Regions from separate parts of the Mus musculus genome. Here region 1 is linked to region 2. The links are chromatin contacts, called in public promoter capture Hi-C maps. All regions are on one chromosome and are shown on one strand. Each heading gives the region's core, a stretch centred on a gene start, on an enhancer-like site or on the middle of the called end of the contact. The rest is flanking DNA. Distances are from core to core; before and after follow the strand shown. Region 1 overlaps Gm40487 (a long non-coding RNA gene). Region 2 overlaps Rbpms (RNA binding protein gene with multiple splicing).

Evidence for each region. Capture Hi-C pulls out chosen DNA fragments and counts their contacts.
Region 1: a promoter capture Hi-C map of adipose tissue shows a contact between it and region 2. The contact joins two enhancer-like sites. A contact is called at or near these places in 1 of 15 datasets of contacts at CTCF or cohesin (large pre-B cells), 4 of 484 Hi-C or Micro-C datasets (the HL-1 cell line, cardiomyocytes, embryonic stem cells and 1 more), 11 of 115 datasets of contacts at active chromatin or transcription factors (the HPC-7 cell line, embryonic limb bud, embryonic stem cells and 5 more) and 4 of 9 other capture datasets (adipose tissue, embryonic tail, liver and 1 more).

What each region holds. Positions count from the first base shown.
Region 1 is chr8:34,064,064-34,067,095 of GRCm38.p6, reverse strand. It overlaps Gm40487 (a long non-coding RNA gene), which reads right to left. Exons shown (of 3, transcript XR_870314.2): 3 at 2,525-2,721. Among named protein-coding and RNA genes, the nearest start is that of Gm40486, 9.7 kb to the right of the region's middle. Within about 2 kb of position 1,490, at least 56 of the 459 cell types and tissues checked have an H3K27ac peak or open chromatin away from gene starts, as enhancers often do. A contact at or near this core is called in adipose tissue, liver and uterus, where this site is marked.
Region 2 is chr8:33,894,250-33,897,412 of GRCm38.p6, reverse strand. All of the region lies in intron 1 of Rbpms (RNA binding protein gene with multiple splicing), which reads left to right. Among named protein-coding and RNA genes, the nearest start is that of Gm51528, 28 kb to the left of the region's middle. Within about 2 kb of position 1,897, at least 50 of the 459 cell types and tissues checked have an H3K27ac peak or open chromatin away from gene starts, as enhancers often do. A contact at or near this core is called in adipose tissue, liver and uterus, where this site is marked.

The DNA.
Region 1 (3,032 bases), core at 241-2,740, 170 kb before region 2:
TTACAGCCGGGTGTGGGTCCAGCACTTGGGAGGCAGAGGCAGGCAGATTTCTGAATTCGAGGCCAGCCTGGTCTACAGAGTGAGTTCCAAGACAGCCAGGGCTACACAGAGAAACCCTGTCTCGAAAAAGAAAACAAAACTAAACTAAAAAAAGAAAAAAGAAAAAAAAGAAAGAAAGTTTTTTGTTTATTTTTCAGCTTTCATTTTTTTTCTTTTTTTTTTTTTAAAGATTTATTTATTGATTATATGTAAGTACACTGTAGCTGTCTTCAGACACTCCAGAAGAGGGTGCTAGATCTCGTTACAGATGGTTGTGAGCCACCATGTGGTTGCTGGGATTTGAACTCTAGACCTTTGGAAGAGCAGTCGGGTGCTCTTACCTGCTGAGCCATCTCACCAGCCCTCATTTTTTTTTCTTAATCAAATAACTCAACAATGTCATGACTAACTCCACTGATAGAAATGAGAGAGAGAGAGGGAGAGGGAGAGAGAGAGAGAGAGAGAGAGAGAGAGAGAGGCCAAGCTGTGGAAACAGATAAGGAAATGACAGGAGGAGAGAAGAGAAAGGACCAGAGAGACATCTTACGGCTTGACATGATCAAAGGACAGAAACACATCTATAAAAAGGAGAAACTGGACCCCGAGCTTCAATCAACCTTCTAGAGCAAAACCAGATCCTGAGCCATCCCTCCTCCATTGGAGGAGGGCTGCTTCAGCACCGCCGCCACCGTGGCCGGCCCAGAGCACTTCTCTGTTATTGTTAGTCGTCGTCTGTCCCCCCCCCCGACCCCCCCCCCCCGGCTGTGTCTATCGTTGTTGGGTTTTAGTGCTTCCTAAGTGTGGATTCAGATTTTTAACAGCTGCTTCCTTGATCTCTAAAAAGTGAAGACATTTTTGGCTGAACAGTTTGACTGATTCAAGCTGCAGAATTCCAAACGGCCAGCAGGGGTCAATCAACTAACGTGATATTTTCCCCCCTAACTTTTAAAAAAAAAAAAAAGTTCCATGGAATCTAGGTGGCAGCAATGGAAGTCCTCCTTCACCTGCGCTTGCTTCACGGGCTGTTCAGAGATGTTCTAACATAGTCTTTCTTTCCTTCCATTCATCTTTCCTTTCTTTCTTCCGTCTTTTTTTTTTTTTTTTTTTTTTTGCCATGCTGGGATCAAACTAAGGGCCTGCCTCCTACCTATATGCCAGGCAAACACTCTACTTCCAAGACTACAGCCCATTCCATCACTCACTTTTTACCGCCTGTCTCTTCCCTCCCTTCCAGCCCAGCACCCATTGAATTATCAAAGGCTCCTTGAACACTTCTCATCTATAAGATGCTATGTTTGATGTTTGGGGTATGGAGACAAAAAGGGGACCAGTGATTTCTTCTCTGCTCTAGAGAACTGTCTCCTGTTTGGCCGCAAGGCTAGATGGCTAGAGTAAAGCATTGGTAACATGGCTACGATCCCAACTCTTGGCTTGAAGAAGACGCAACTGACCAGAGCTGAGTGGTCCAGGCTGCTGGCGCTGTTGAGCTCCTTTGGGTCATTTAGGGACGTGGCTCCTTCCCATCATGTTGCATCACAGTTCCTAGGATGTTGTTCTTGGCTGAGTGGTCAAAGCTGGGTCATGACCACCTTATATTTGGTCCAGAAAAAGGGGAAGAGAAAAAGCAGACAGCAAACTGTTTCCCCTTAAGCAATAAGCATGGATGTCACGCTTATCTCTTCTATCCATAAACTAGGGTGGGGACCTAGTCATATGTTTGGCCTTGGCCACAAGGAAGTCTGGGAAATGTAGTCATTTGTTAGGTTGTGATATGCCTAAGGTGTTATTAGTAGTAGGGAATAGCTAGTATCTTATCAGGAACCTCTCCTTCCCTCCCCACTTTCTCTGACTCACAAAGAAAACAAAAAAACAAAAAAATCTTCATATCTTTTTTTTTAAAGATTTATCTATTTATTATATGAAGGTGCACTGTTGCTGTCTTCAGACACCCCAGAAGAGGGCACCAGATCCCATTACAGATGGTTGTGAGCCACCATATGGTTGCTGGGATTTGAACTCAGGACCTCTGGAAGAGCAGTCAGTGCTCTTAACCGCTGAGCCATCCCTCCAGCCCCTTTCATATCTTTTGATACTGCTACCAATTGTAACTTCACCGTCACCATTTAGAAACCGTCGTTCATAGGAACTGGTGGCGAATAGAATATCCTTCAGGGGCTGGTGAGATGGCTCAGTGGGTAAGGGCACCCGACTGCTCTTCCGAAGGTCCGAAGTTCAAATCCCAGCAACCACATGGTGGCTCACAACCACCCGTAATGAGATCTGATGCCCTCTTCAGGTGTATCTGAAGACAACTACAGTGTACTTACATATAATAAATAAATAAATCTTTAAAAAAAAAATTAAAAAAAAAAAAAAAAAAAAAAGAATATCCTTCAGAAGTTTACTGTGAACACCACTTTACTCCCAAGATGCATGCTGCTACCGCCCCTCCAAGGGTAACAAGTCTCACCATGACAACTAAGATGATTAATTCCCAGTAAAATGAGACCCGGACTAGAGATTACTTTCTGTGCATGAGAATGTGACATTTGAGTTGACTCTTTGAAGCATGATTAGAAGCCAGTCAGGTGGAAAAGGAGGAAGAACATTCCAGAGTGCGAACAATCTGTGCAGAGCCCTGTAGCCATGGAGGGTCAACTGCATGCATTATGCAGGGTGAGTCTGGATAGGGAGGCAAGCAGGAAATGGAAGAAAATAAGACTATGCCAGATCTACATTCCAAACTGGAGAATTAGATTTTGCCTTGCTGGGCAAACGCTTTGGCCTATTTCCCCTCGGTGTGTGTGTGTGTGTGTGTGTGTGTGTGTGTGTGTGTGTGTGTGTGTTTTCTTGTTTGTGTTCTCTCTCTCTCTCTCTCTCTCTCTCTCTCTCTCTCTCTCTCTCTCTCTCTCTCTCTCTCTCCTTGTCTGTTCAAGTACACTCACCCATGAGTGTGCTTTTGCAAACCAGAGATCAAGTGTCTTTATTGTTCT
Region 2 (3,163 bases), core at 648-3,147:
ATTTCTGTAGTCTACCTTTGAGTCCTTCAGTTTTGGTTTGACACACCCAGCTTCCTGTCTGGCTTCCGCTTATCAGCTATTGCCTCCCTTACCCACAGGAAGTATATATCCTAAGACACCCCCCCACCCCCCACCCCACACACACTCAAGTGGATAGCTGGGATGCCAGGTAGTGCCTGTTGTATTAGTTTTTCCTTTCTTGGTTGAATATGAGCCTGGAAGATGAGTAATACAAAGAAAACAAGCTTATTTTTCTATCTCAGTTTTGGAGGTACAGTGGTACTGACCACTGTTTGGATCTAGTGAGGGAAGCCAGCGAACCAGGAAAAGTTGGGCTTGCTTATATAGGACACCGCACTCAAGCTCTACCCCCCAATATTTTGTGCATGTGTGCCGCTGAAGAGAGCATTAGATGTCCCTGAAGTTGGAGTGACAAGCAGTTCTATAGTGGCTGACTGGTACTGGAAACCCAACATGTCCTCGGAAGAGGTCTTGCTTCCTTCCTCCTTCACTAGCTCCTATTTCCCTAGCCCTCTCCCCCTATTTCCCATCTCACTCTAGCTTGGCTGTTGTGGAACTTGCTTTACAGACCAGGCTGGCCTCAGATTCAGAGATCTGCCTGAAAAAGAGCATGTGTCCTCTTAACCACTGAGCATCGCTAGCCCCAGGACTTACTGGTTAAATTTATACTTCAAGCAGTTTAACAACAATCGCTGTTTTACAAGTAGAATAAGATCACCGACAACAATTATGAAAGACATCTAAAATGTTTATCCCTGTGCTGGAAAAGGATGCTGTGGCTTCTCAGGCATACCTCTTTTTGTACTTGGGGGGTCATTAAGTTAGAGTGGAGCAAGCGTCACGGTGACCTGACTGTTGAAATAGTTGAGGCGGCTGTCCGATGAAAGTGGGGTTTGTAGACAGTGCTGGATGGACAGAGGGGTGATTCACATCCTGAGCGAGATTTCCTCATGAGACTCAGAACAGAATGCAAGTCAAATTTACGGCTTGTTTATTTCTGGAATTTTCCATTTAATCGGTTCAGGCCATAGGTTACTGCAGCTATCAAACTGGGGAGAGCGAAGCCGTGTCTGAAAGAGGGAAGCTACTTCGTTTCTTTGAGGCTAGTTGTTAGGTGTGACAGTATGATTTACAGTTGGGTTCCAGTTACATCACTAAGTATAAAGCTCAGACCCCGATAGAACTTGAATAATGAAGTCAGGAGTGGGAAGCCACTTCCGTGTTACTGTTTGGAAAAGGACTGGGCTGTAAAATGAAGACTGTTAGAAATCAGTCTATAATCCCAACTTTTATGAAACGGGAAACCTCATTTAAACCAGTTACCTAAAGTGTCTGATTGGTTTAGACTCCTAACTAGGTGTGCCTGTAGTTAGCTGTACTCCCTGGCTGGGTGGATTTTATGTGTCTGTGTGCCACATACATGCATGCAGTGCTCACGGTGACCAGCAGAGGGCTCATGGGATTTTCTGGAGCAGCGGTTACAGACAGTTGTGAGCTGCTGGGTGCTGGGAATTGAAGATGTGCCCCTAAGCTGAGTTTCTAGACATGCGCCTGGTAGCTTTTAGCCTCTCTGTTTGTGAGAAAAGAATAATAGTGCCAGCACCTGCTCTGAGGAGTTGTGAGCCCCCCCCCCCCTGCACAGAAACTATTGGGGGGAAAACCAATACTCTTTACTTGCAAATGTTCTAACACAGAGTGACCCTGATGCCTGGACAGTAACGCAAAGCCCCGTGAAAGCAATTAATGCTCAGTGACTGACTTCTCGTCTGCTGTGTCCTTGAGTCATGAGCATCTGTTCACAAACTTTACACAGCTTTTATTTTTCGGAAAACAAACACACAGCATTAGCCTGTTATTAAATATTAACTGCTAGGGCCGGTGAGATCGGTCAGCAGGTAAAAGTGCTTGCCACGCCTGCCGGACAGCCTCGCTTCAGTCCCTCATGGGGACCCAGGTATTCACTAATGCCCACAACAGTTCCTTTACCCCCACCCCCAATTCTGTTTTCTTAATCTTCTTGTTTTCTCTCTCTCTCTCTCTTTCTCTCTCTCTCTCTCTCTCTCTCTCTCTCTGAGAAGTGAGCATAGGCTGTCTCATGTGAAGGCCACGCTCTGCCACCGAGCTACATGCCCCGCCGCAGTAGTGTATGTGATTAGCCACCAAGGCAGATCGCCTCCCCGTGAGCTGCTTTCAAGTAAGGATATATGAAGTGAAGGCTCTGGTACGTGAGGGAGCTGGAGAAATACAGTCTGAGGGTCTTGACAGGTGTTAGGCTGGGTGCTGATGCTTCCCAGGGGTCTCACTGCAGCTCGGAGTAAGGAAGGCTTCTTAGGTTCAGACTCTCTTTCCTCGTGGGAGGGGGCAGTCATCCTTTTAATTTTGTGGTAGAAAATTAAAATGAGTTTCTCTGAAGTGTGTGTGTGTGTTTTCTTGTAAAAGATTAGTTGAGAGAAATTAGCTATCTAGCCTATGGATGGAGCACTCTACCCCCAGCTCCCGTTTGGAGAGAAAGCTTCTTGGGAAACCTTGCTTCCAAACGGGAGGGTTGGACACTCAGTAAATCAGGAACATTGGGAGTCTGGTCTAGGTGGCAGGCTTACATAATGCGACTTGAATATACCTTAGGCAAAAACCTTGTCTTAGTCAGTTGGAGGAGTTATATTATTGGGGGGTCGGGGTTTACTTATTGAGTGAAGAGACACCATGACCAAGGCCAAGGCAACTCTTCCAAAAGAGAGCATTTAATTGGGACTTGTTTACAGTTGGAGATGACTAGTCCATTATCATGGAGGGAGTGTGGCAACAGGTATTCTAGCTTTAAATCCTGATCTGTAGACAGACACACCAGACACACACACACACACACACACACACACACACACACACACACACACACACACACACGAGTGAGGGAGAGGGACACACAGAGGCAGACATTGTGCCTGGTGTGGGTGGCTTTTGAAACTTACCCCAGTAACAGCTCCAAGGTCACATCTCCTAATCCTTCCTGAGCAGTTCCACAGACCAGAGACTAAGCATGCAGATATTTCAGCCCATGGGGGCTGCTCTCAATTAGACCACCACACAGGACTATCTCAGACTTTATTTATTCATGTTTATGAGTGCTTTGCCTGTGTGTACC